2 separate regions of the Rattus norvegicus genome follow, and region 1 is linked to region 2. Evidence: chromatin contacts called from public Hi-C data. All regions are on one chromosome and are shown on one strand. The core of a region is the stretch at or near the end of the contact, and the rest is flanking DNA. Distances in the headings are between cores, read along the strand shown. Region 1 has its middle 920 kb from the start of Agbl1. Region 2 overlaps Agbl1 (AGBL carboxypeptidase 1).

Region 1 (5,237 bases), core at 721-3,220, 780 kb before region 2:
CAGAGTTGATAAGACAGCCCACAAATGGATTGATGGTAAGAACTTCTGCCAATGTTTTATTATTATCATCATATTTCTAAAGTGTTATAAAATTGAGCTCTAATGTTTTAGAAACAAAGTTTTCAAACTTCTTCTTCTTGCTTGGATTTCCTTGGAGGTTTTGCCCGCTTTCATCCAAAATAAACAATCTCATATTTCATCTCCTCCAAATATCATTAGATCTGAGCTGTTTGGAGCTAGAGGAATCTGACTGAAGAGTTCAAAGGCAGGACATGAGATGACATGGGACTACCCCAAGTAAGACACAATCTAGAACTAAATATTAGACATTGCATATTCATGGGTTAGTATGTCTTGGAGCTCTTGATTTCCCAACCACACTGCAAAGGTTTGTTTCTTTCCTTTTCTGCTAGTGTACACCTCCAAATTTTTAATGTTAATTATTGTCAGATCTTAGAAGATTTCTGTGGTCTAGTCATGTTCACATTTGCATATAGCTAAATGTATACAACGTTGTGGGGAAGGGGAGTCTCCACTAGGTCTGAATCTACAGCTTTGCAATATGAGAACTGGAAGAACTTATTAGGGCTTGTAGAGAAAATTGGTCTAATTTCCCCATAGTTGTTAAGTGTCTGCTGTCTCTCTGCATGCCACATAAAAGTGTAGACTGGCTCGACCATGAAACGGGGCCCAACAGCTAGAGCTCCCTTTCCCTAAACCTCTTGCACAAGTTCTGCCCCAAACAATCAGATCTGAAAGTCCTTTTTGATTGAAATGCTGTGTGTGCTGCAGAAACGTGAAGAGGAAGCTGGGCCCCAAATGCTGAGAGATAAGGTTGAGCAGGGCAGCTGGCTTGGTCCCAGGATGTGGCCAGGGACAGGGGAAGGACTGTCTAAGAGCTCTCTCTTTGAACAACCAACAAAGAGACAGCAAGAAGGAAGGGGCCGGCCGACTGTGCCACAGAAAGGAAATGGATGAGAGGGGGGGCACGCCTCTGCTCAGCCCTCTTCCTCCTTCCACCAGGGTGGCAACAAACATATTAACTAACAACGCTTTGAATTCTAAGAGTCCAGCCACCTAACCGGCCAATCAATGAAGACAAAAATGAATTTGACTCTTCTCTACCCTGTTCACAAGTTTGCTGACTCAAGTCCGTGGTCTATTCTTTCGGCCTTCCTGTTTATGTTGTCACTTGGTTTCATTATTTATTTTTAGCCCTGCTTTCAGAAGCTCTTATTCTGTTTGGTATTGGCAGGGTGTCAAGGGCATCACTCTCAGCTCTGAAAGGATCATTGTCCAGCTCTGGTCTCCATCCTCTCCACACAAGAGAGCCAGTGTGAGCCGCCTCACGTTGCCTCTTCACTGGCCCAGCCAGCCTGCAGCCTCAGAGTGGCATTCTCTGCAGGGCATCCAATGCCATGCTAGGAATGGTAGAAATGTTAGTGACATTTGCTTTCGTCGGAACCAGATCCTCTGTTTTCATTGGGGGAAACTGAGACCTGGAAAAATGAACGTTCAACCACAAAGTATCATGTCAACATCATGCTAACCTTGGCTTCTAGACACTCTGTGAGATGCTCTTTGTAAACCCCAGGGGAAAAAAAGCAATGTAATGATGTCTTGGTTTCCAAAACTCTCCATAGAACAACACCTTTCCTTACTCATTTTCACCAAGATGCTTTCCCCATTTTGAGTCTTGCTATTCTTTATATTTATTTTTTTTCTGGATTCCCAATTTACTTGTGTTCAAAAAAATAATAAATCAAACAAAATAAGAATGTCCATGGTAGTGGGAATGTGGTTGTTTGTGCCCACATTTTTTCTCTTTGTCATTGCCTCTTTTCCCTTAAGAAACAGAACTTTCTCTTTTTTTCTTTCTAATTTTTATTTCCAATGAGCTAGTGTGGCTTGCCTGCTAGGACTGTCTGTAGTGGCAATGAAAGGACATGCTTCAGTTCCCAGGACGATGGTCTCTTTGCCTGGGAATATACCGACCAGTATTACAAGTATGTGAGAATAAACAAGGCTCGAGTCAATCTCAACTTGTTTTACACTCTGTTTTATTAAAGTCAATGCGTTTCCGTTCCTATGTGCTGAGCCTCAGCTGGCTTAATTATACATACCCAGGCGAATTCTAATGGGGACAGAAGACAGCCAGTGATTGGAAAGCAAGGCCCTTTTCTGACCTCTACAGGCCATGGAGAGGAAAAGAGACAAGGCTGCTTCTGCAAATTACAGAGGGCGCTTTTTTTTCCCCCTTGGATGCTTCTTTACTGCTCCAAGTACCAGACTCATGTGTGTCCTACTTTCCTACAGCTTGACTATCCATGTTTACTATGTTACTGAAGCAATCAGGAAGAGGTCATTTTTTAGGAGACTTTTACAATGGAAATTAGGACCTCCATCATTAAATACATAATTAAAGTAAGCCAAATACATATATGCCACTTGTGCTATATATGGAGTTGGCATTTCCCTGATGACTAAGGATGTTGAACATTTCTTTAAATGCTTCTCAGCCATTTGAGATTCCTCAGAATAAAATTCTCTATTTAATTCTGTACCCCATTTTAATAGGGTTATTTGATTCTTTGGAGTCTAACTTCTTGAGTTCTTTGTATATATTAGATATTAGCCCTCTATTGGATGTAGGGTTGGTAAAGATCTTTTCCCAATCTGTTGGTTGCCATTTTGTCCTAATGACAGTGTCTTTCACCTTACAGAAGCTTTTCAATATTATGAGGCCCCGTTTATAAACTCTTGATCTGAGAGCTTAAGCCATTAGTGTTCTGTTCAGGAAATTTCCCCCTGTGCTAATGTGTTTGAGGTTCTTTCCCACTTTTTCTTCTATTAGATTCATCTGGTCTTATATGGAGGTCCTTGATCCACTTGGACTTGAGCTTTGTACAAGATAAGAATGGATCAATTTGCATTCTACATGCTGACCTCCAGTTAAACTAGCTCCATTTGTTAAAAATGCTCTTTTTCCCACTGGATGGTTTTAGCTCCTTTGTGAAAGATCAAGTGACCATAGATGTGTAGGTTCATTTCTGGGCCTTCAATTCTATTTCATTGTTCTACCTGTCTGTCTCTCTGAGATTTCACCTCACACCAGTGAGAATGGCTAAGATCAAAAACGCAGGTGACAGTAAATGCTGGTGAGGATGTAGAGAAAGGGGAACACCCCTCCATTGCTGATGGGATTGCAAGCTGGTACAACCACTCTGGAAATCTGGCTGGCTGGCGGTTCCTCAGAAAATTGGAAATATTTCTAACTGAGGACCCAGCTACACCACTCCTGGACATATACCCAAAAGATGCCTAACATATATCCAACATTTAACAAGGACACGTACTCCACTATGTTCATAGCAGCCTTATTTATAATAGCCAGAAGCTGGAAACAAGCTAGATGTTCCTCAAATGAGGAATGGATACAAAAAATGTGGTACATTTACACAATAGATTATACTCAGCTATTAAAAAATGATTTCATGAAATTCGAAGGCAAATGGATGGAGCTTGAAAATATCATCCTAAATGAGGCAACCCAGTCACAAAAGAACACATATGATATGTACTCACTGAAGAATGGATATTAGCCAAAAGGGAGCTTGGGATGCCCACAATACCACTTACAGACCATATGAATCCCAAGAAGAAAGAAGATCACAGCAACTGTGGAAGCTACAGTACTATTCAGAGGGCGAGGAAGAGAGAAATCTCAGGGAAATAGAGGGAGAGAGGGATCTGGGAGGGACAGAAGAGAGAGAAGGAAAAATAGTACCAGTTCAGATGTGGGAGGAGATGGGGGAGAAGTACAGAGGGTCAGACATTTGAAAGTAGGTGTGTAGCAGTGGCAGAGGGGGGACTGGTGGTAGTCACTAGGAATCCAGGGATCCAAAGAGGTTCCCAGGACCCAACAGGGAGGACTTCAACTGAAATACCCAACAAAAGGGAGATAAAACCTATAAAAAACATATCCAGTGGATAGGCACAGCCCCAGTTGAGTCTGGGGCCATGCACCCACCTCAAAAATATTAATCCAGAATTTTCCCTGTCAAAAGGAAATTCAGGGACAAAGAGTGGAGCAGAGACTGAAGGAAAGGCCATGCAGAGACTGCTCCACCTGGGGATCCATCCCATTTTCTGACACCAAATGCAGACACTATTGCTGATACCAAGAAGTGCTTATTGACAGGAGCCTGGTATAGCTGGCCCCTGAGAGGCTCTGTCAGAGATGAACCAATACAGATGCAGATGTACACAGCCAAACAGTGGACTGAATGCAGGGACCCCAGTGTTAGGCCAATGACTATAGATGCTGAAGGGGTTTGCAACATCATAGGAAGAACAACAATATCAACCAACCAGACTCCAAAAACTTCCAGGGACTAAACCACCAAACAAAGAGTATACAGGGGGTACCCATGGTGCCAGCTATATATGTAGCAGAGGATTGCCTTATCTGGTATTACTGTGAGGGGAGCCCCTTGGTCTTGTGGAGGCTTGATGACTCAGGATAAGGGAATACTAGGCTGCTGAGGAAGGAGTTGTGGGTGAGTGGGAGAGCACTCTCCTCAAGGCAGGGGGGAGGGAGGAGGTGATAGGGGCCTTGTGGAGGGGAAACTGGGAAGGGGAATAACATCTGAAATGTAAATAAATAAAATAACCACAAAAATGCGGTTGGCTAACAAATCATTTTTGTTTACCAGAAATTACAGTCTTCTGGGAGGAAGAAAGAACTCACAACAGCAGCATACAACTTTCTTCAGAACATTATGGGAATTGAGAAGCCATAGGGGACTTCCTGGAGGAAAGTACATTTAAGCACATGGTACTTGAGATTTATGCTCGGAGAGAAATACCAGAAACTTGCAAACTGCCTGGATCAGGAGGGGTCCCAGTGCTAGATTCCCCTTGCACAGGATAAAAAGGGGGTTCACTAAAGGAAACAGAGAGCACTCCCATTCTAAACACCACCTGGTTGTCCAAATACCAGAGGTAGAAATCAAGGAAACAAAGTCAAGGGAGATGGCAGAAGGGAAGACATAGTTATATATGTCACAAGGAGAGCACACAGTGGTGGTAGGAAAGCTGAGCTCAGACTTGACCACATATCCTGATCCATCCATTGAGTATGTGCTGTGAATACGGGCCATGACAGGGAAATAGAGATTCCCAATAGTAGGATCATTATTATTTAGGAACATGGAGGTAGAGATTTAAGTGAGGGG
Region 2 (5,145 bases), core at 142-2,641:
CAGGAACATCTCATCAGCACCATGCTCTGTTAAGACCTTGGATGGTCTTAACAGTTTGCCCATCACAGTAAAGGCTTCACCAGCCTGCCTTCCTGACACTGGGTAACGACCCCACTGTCCTCAATGACTTAGGGTCAGTTCAATTGCTTAATTAGGCCCATTAATCCTAAGAGACTCCAAAATGACGGGACTGGGTCTTGATGGATACAAGAATCTGGCTTTGCTTTCTCTGGGTCAAATATCACTACATGATGATGGTGATGATGATGGTGACGATGATGGTGGTGGTGGTAGAGGTGGTGGCGGTGGTAGTTATTATCATTATCGTCGTTATTGTCATTATTATTACTGTTATTGTTGTTATTATTATTATGATTATTATGATTATTATTTTACTGCTTAGAGAATTGTGGCACACTCTTCCAGCCTCCCACAGAAGCATCATGTCTCTCCATTTTTAAGTTATAGTTCCAAACAACAGGTCAAGCTCCCAAACACCCCATGCAGACATTCCTTCAGAAGTTCTCGATGTTGTTTTCTTCCAGACCCTCTGGAACGTCCCTGGAAGCTTCTTGGTGTCTATCCGGAGTCAGAAGCGAGGGAGAAGATGAGCTGTTATTAACTGGGGTCTCCATTGTGCCTGCCGCATGTGTGACATTCACGCTTAGGTTTCGGTGATGAAAATGTAAGATTCTGTTGCAAAGAAGCATCCAGCCCTGCCTCTCACCCTCCACTTACGGAAAGGCAACCTGAACTCAAATGCAGTGTCAAAGGCCAAGTTTAAGATCATGTAGTCAGCCTCAACCCACAGTCCAGGGTTCCTATGTTGAAGGTTAGCAGAAATACGAAAATTTGATTGCTTTGGAAGCAGTCACAACTGAGGTAAAGTTTAGCTTTCCTTGTGCCATATGTGGGGTCTCAGCAAATCTTTATTTTCTGCTAACTACATCTTCTTGTCACGTAAAACAGGTATAGTACTATGATTATTATGTAAATGAGGACAAAGAGTTCAGTGAAACGTGAGCAAAGTGTCCAGCAAGTTATTGATCACCGTAGTCAAGCTGTGTGGGGGTGCTGCTGTGGTAGCTCTGGTATAGAGTCGCTCTCTTTCCAGACTCTCCCCACTCCCAAGCTTACAGGCAGCTTACAGTAGCAGTTAATTAAAGATGTCATCAAGTTGGGAGAAGGGCCTCTTGCAGAGGGTGCAGAACTAGAAGACTCTTGTCCTTCCAAACCAATCTACGACCTGTACAAGTTGTCACAAGGTTCTGGGAGACTAGCGACCCTAATGACCAGCATTGCTGCTGTCAAGCAGAGAGAGCCTGCGAACTGCTACTCAGATGCCCTCCCTTCCCGCCCTTGGTCAATCGTGCTCAGTCATGCTAACACCACTAGGAAAGCAGCAAATTCCCTTGGCTGTTCTAACCCCAGGCTCTACTCACCCTGCCTCCTCCCACCTCCCTTAAATAATGGCCGCGCAAATGCCTCTGAGACCATCTTCAGCTAATTTCCTTCAAGACATGCAAGCTGCTAACGCTGGGAAGCACAGATAGTGTGCGCTAGCAAATATGGCCAAAATTAGATTAAAATAACCTCCTGATAAACAAATTACTCACCGAAAATAAATATTGGACTAGCAATGGCCGAGATAACTAGAAGAATAGCACCACCACATGGCAGGAAGAGAAACTACAGGAGCAACTGTCTGCGACTCAGCCCACACTTCCTGCAGCGTCAGGCTGAGGGGGCAATGGAAGAAAAAGAGACAACCGGTGTGGTTGCAACCTTTTAACTTAAACTTTTTCAAATCACTTATGAACTTATGCAAAATACGTAAGTATTTGGCAGACAAGACTGGACTCGAAGCCAAGAAAGTAAAGAGGAATATGCCAATTGAATGTGGCATGACGTAATAGGAGCCTGTAATCCTTCCAGTTCCTGCTCACTCCGGGATCTCATGCCCTCATTGATCAGCCTTGCCTGATGCTCACCCTCGAAGCCGCAGACAGGGCCCCTCACACACATGCTAGTGTTCCTGCGTCTCTCACCGGGTTCCATTCAAATGTTATATGGAGTGGACCCGTGTAATGTTTCTGACTTAAGTAACACATGGTCTTCCAAAATAATCCTCCTGATACTTAGACAATATTTACCTAGCTTCCTTTCAACATTTGGTTGTTCCTTCTTTGGGTTAAGTAAACCTAGCCTCTTTAATCTCTTCCTGGTGAAGCATAGGGCTTAGCTCACTGGGAGGAAGAGACTGCCGGGTAAACCCTGAAGCCTGCTAGCTGAATAAATTATTTAAGCCTTCCAGACTCCAGTTACCCCACTTATGAGATGGGGATTGCAAAATCTCCTTTTCAGGCTAAACATACACAGTGTCTGACATACTAAGACCTCAATAAATGATGGATATACGTGTTGTCATTTTAAACCAGCACGCTGATAGATGTAGCTTGCCATGCTGCCTTCAAATGAAGCCAATTGCAGCAGTGTGACAAATACAAAAAAAAAATCAATATTATTTGAAGGAGATTTTTGGCTCATGAGTGAAACATATATTGTATGCTTCCCCAGAAGTCATAGTAGAAAAAAGAGATATCAGGTTTGTGAACATACCACAATAACTAAGGCATGGTGGGAAAAGGCTCTCGGAAACTAGACCGCTTCCTTATCCGACATTAAATAATTAGGAGAGCCTCTACTGTGGCCTGAGATGAGGTATGAGGATGCAGTAAGAAGCCCGTGTGTGTGCTCACAGAAAAAAATAGTCGCACATGTTTGTGTGCACATGGCCAGCAATGACACCATGACTGGTTCCATTCTGTGTAAAGCAGTGATTCTCAACCTGTGGGCTGTGGCCCTCTTTGGGGCCAGCGAATCACATGCCAGATATCCTGCTTATCAGGTATTTACCTTATTCATAATAGTAAAAATTATGGTTATGAAGTAGCAGCAATATAGTTTTAGGAAGGTTGAGAACCACTTTATGCTATAAAGGATTAGCAAGGGACCTTATGCTGGACAGCGGTGACAGGGGTGGTGCTCAGATGTGCCCTAACAGAGGTGCAGGCACTGAGACGTAAGAACTGCACGAGCTGGCTGTCAGAGCTCTGCACAGTTCAGCTCTTCTACCCACTCCTCCGTTTTCTCCTCTGGAATGAGAGGGACAAGTAAGGTCAGTAATGTCCAGGGCTTTCTGAGGCCATGTGTTCCTGACAATATCCCTTAATTACCTTTCAGGGGATCCATGAGAACTAAATTGACAAGGATACGCTCTCTACTCAGCAAACAGCATGATGGCCCATGCCTCCTATTCCAACAATCAAGAGGCTCGGGTCTGAGGATCAGGTGTTCAAGTCAGTCCAGATACAGTAAGTGGTAGGCCAGCCTCCTCTACAGAAGTAAGACTAAGTTTAAAAATAAAGAAAACAGAAACGACTTAGCCATTTCATGGTGTGCCACATTCCACGCCATCATGTTGTACATGATAAATGTAAACATTAGGTCAGTGGTTGGTAAAGCAGTTGTGCAGGTGTGAAGATGTCAGGCTGATTCACACCCCAGAAGTCACACAAAAATCTCAGGTATGACCATGAACATGCTTGTAATCCCAACATGGGGAAGCACAAGGCGAACAGATCCCTGGGGCTCGCTGGGGAGATATCTAACTTACACGGCAAGCTCCAGGTTACGTAAGTGACTCTTTCAAAAGCCAAGATAGACAGCAGCTGAGGAACAACTTCTGAAACTGATCTCTAGCCTCCATACAAGTTGAACTCACACATGTGCACCTATATGTACATACACACACACACACACACACACACACACACACACACACACACACACACTGAGAGAGAGAGAATGAAGAAATACAAGGAAAAACCAAGGTCTTTCAGCCATGACAGTCTGACCTTCTTTAGTTTCATTAGGAAACTGAGGCAGGAAGCATAACATCTGGGAAACCTAGAGTATCAGACTTGTCAAGACAGGCCAATTCTCCTGGAGGGGAGGTCACAAGCTCTGTGGAGACATGTCCTTGAGTCTGAAGAAGCCTGTACTAATCTGCTGGTTCTTGTATATGGCCATCAGAGCAAAGGGGCCACAATACCAACCATCTTCAAACACACAACATCCATTCTGAGGATGCTCCTAGCATTTTCAGCGAATCTTGAAATTGGCCCATCTTCAGCATCTCAAAGCAGGGTGATTATCTGGTCACCTTGTCCTCCAGCATCTATACTGCCAACCACCAGCCCACCACTGGTGTTTTCTCCAGGTACGAGGCTGTTTATCCATGCCAGGCTACTCTGTTCTACTGTGTTTGTCCTTCCTTCCTATTCTCTGCAGTAAAACTGTTGCAAGCTGTTCTCTGGGAATCAGACAGACAGACATTAACTAGGAGGGGCCGTGAGAAGTCTCATCTTCCTGCCAAACCTTCCATTAGCCCTCTTGCCTATCTGCTCACTTCTTTATTCTGTGTTTCTTTCTCTGCTGACTTCTCTCAGCCTCCTTTCCCCCTTAACTTCTGCACACTCCCTGAGTTCCCCAAATACTAATTCTCAAGTAGAAAAGGAGTATGAAGTAGACGCCTCTTCCCTCAGTACGATTTAGGGTCTGAACCAGAGGGTGTTTCCTTATTGCAAGATTATGACCTTTAAATCTGTACAACAAGGTTAATGTCAGGCCATTATTGGAAGATTCATCCCCGGGGCCAGCACAAATCAACCATAATCCCATTGCTGCACCTCATTCAAGGGCTGCTTCTGTGGTCACAATTTTTCATAAGTGCATTTATGGTTAATGCTTTGGGAAAGGAGGTTAAAAAAGAAAAGGAAGAGGGAGAGACTGTGGGCACAATGACAGCAGGAGAGGGGTATGGAAGTGAGAGAGAAGGCAGAGAGAGAAGGGAGAGAAACAAAAGCCTAGTAGAAGGAGGGAGGGAAAGAGGGGGAGGCAGAGCTGTTTTGGCTTGTTAGAGAAAAAACAACACACGAGCATTTAAAGTAGTGCGATTTCCTAATCAGAGCTGTATTAAATTTCGATAATAAGAAGCTAAGTGCTTTTGGATAGAATAAAACACAAAACAGCAAGCTCTCTGTACAGAACATTTAGTGGAGAGTGTTAGGGGAGAGTGTGCAT

Evidence for each region. Hi-C and Micro-C count contacts between places; a contact is called where the count stands out from the background.
Region 1: a Hi-C map of Schwann cells shows a contact between it and region 2, with 7 times the contacts expected there. The contact joins two enhancer-like sites. A contact is called at or near these places in 1 of 12 Hi-C or Micro-C datasets (Schwann cells) and 1 of 1 datasets of contacts at active chromatin or transcription factors (oligodendrocytes).

What each region holds. Positions count from the first base shown.
Region 1 is chr1:140,367,219-140,372,455 of GRCr8, reverse strand. No RefSeq gene overlaps it. Among named protein-coding and RNA genes, the nearest start is that of Agbl1, 920 kb to the right of the region's middle. Within about 2 kb of position 1,970, at least 54 of the 93 cell types and tissues checked have an H3K27ac peak or open chromatin away from gene starts, as enhancers often do. A contact at or near this core is called in Schwann cells, where this site is marked.
Region 2 is chr1:139,583,392-139,588,536 of GRCr8, reverse strand. All of the region lies in intron 6 of Agbl1 (AGBL carboxypeptidase 1), which reads right to left. Among named protein-coding and RNA genes, the nearest start is that of Agbl1, 130 kb to the right of the region's middle. Within about 2 kb of position 1,391, at least 11 of the 93 cell types and tissues checked have an H3K27ac peak or open chromatin away from gene starts, as enhancers often do. A contact at or near this core is called in Schwann cells, where this site is marked.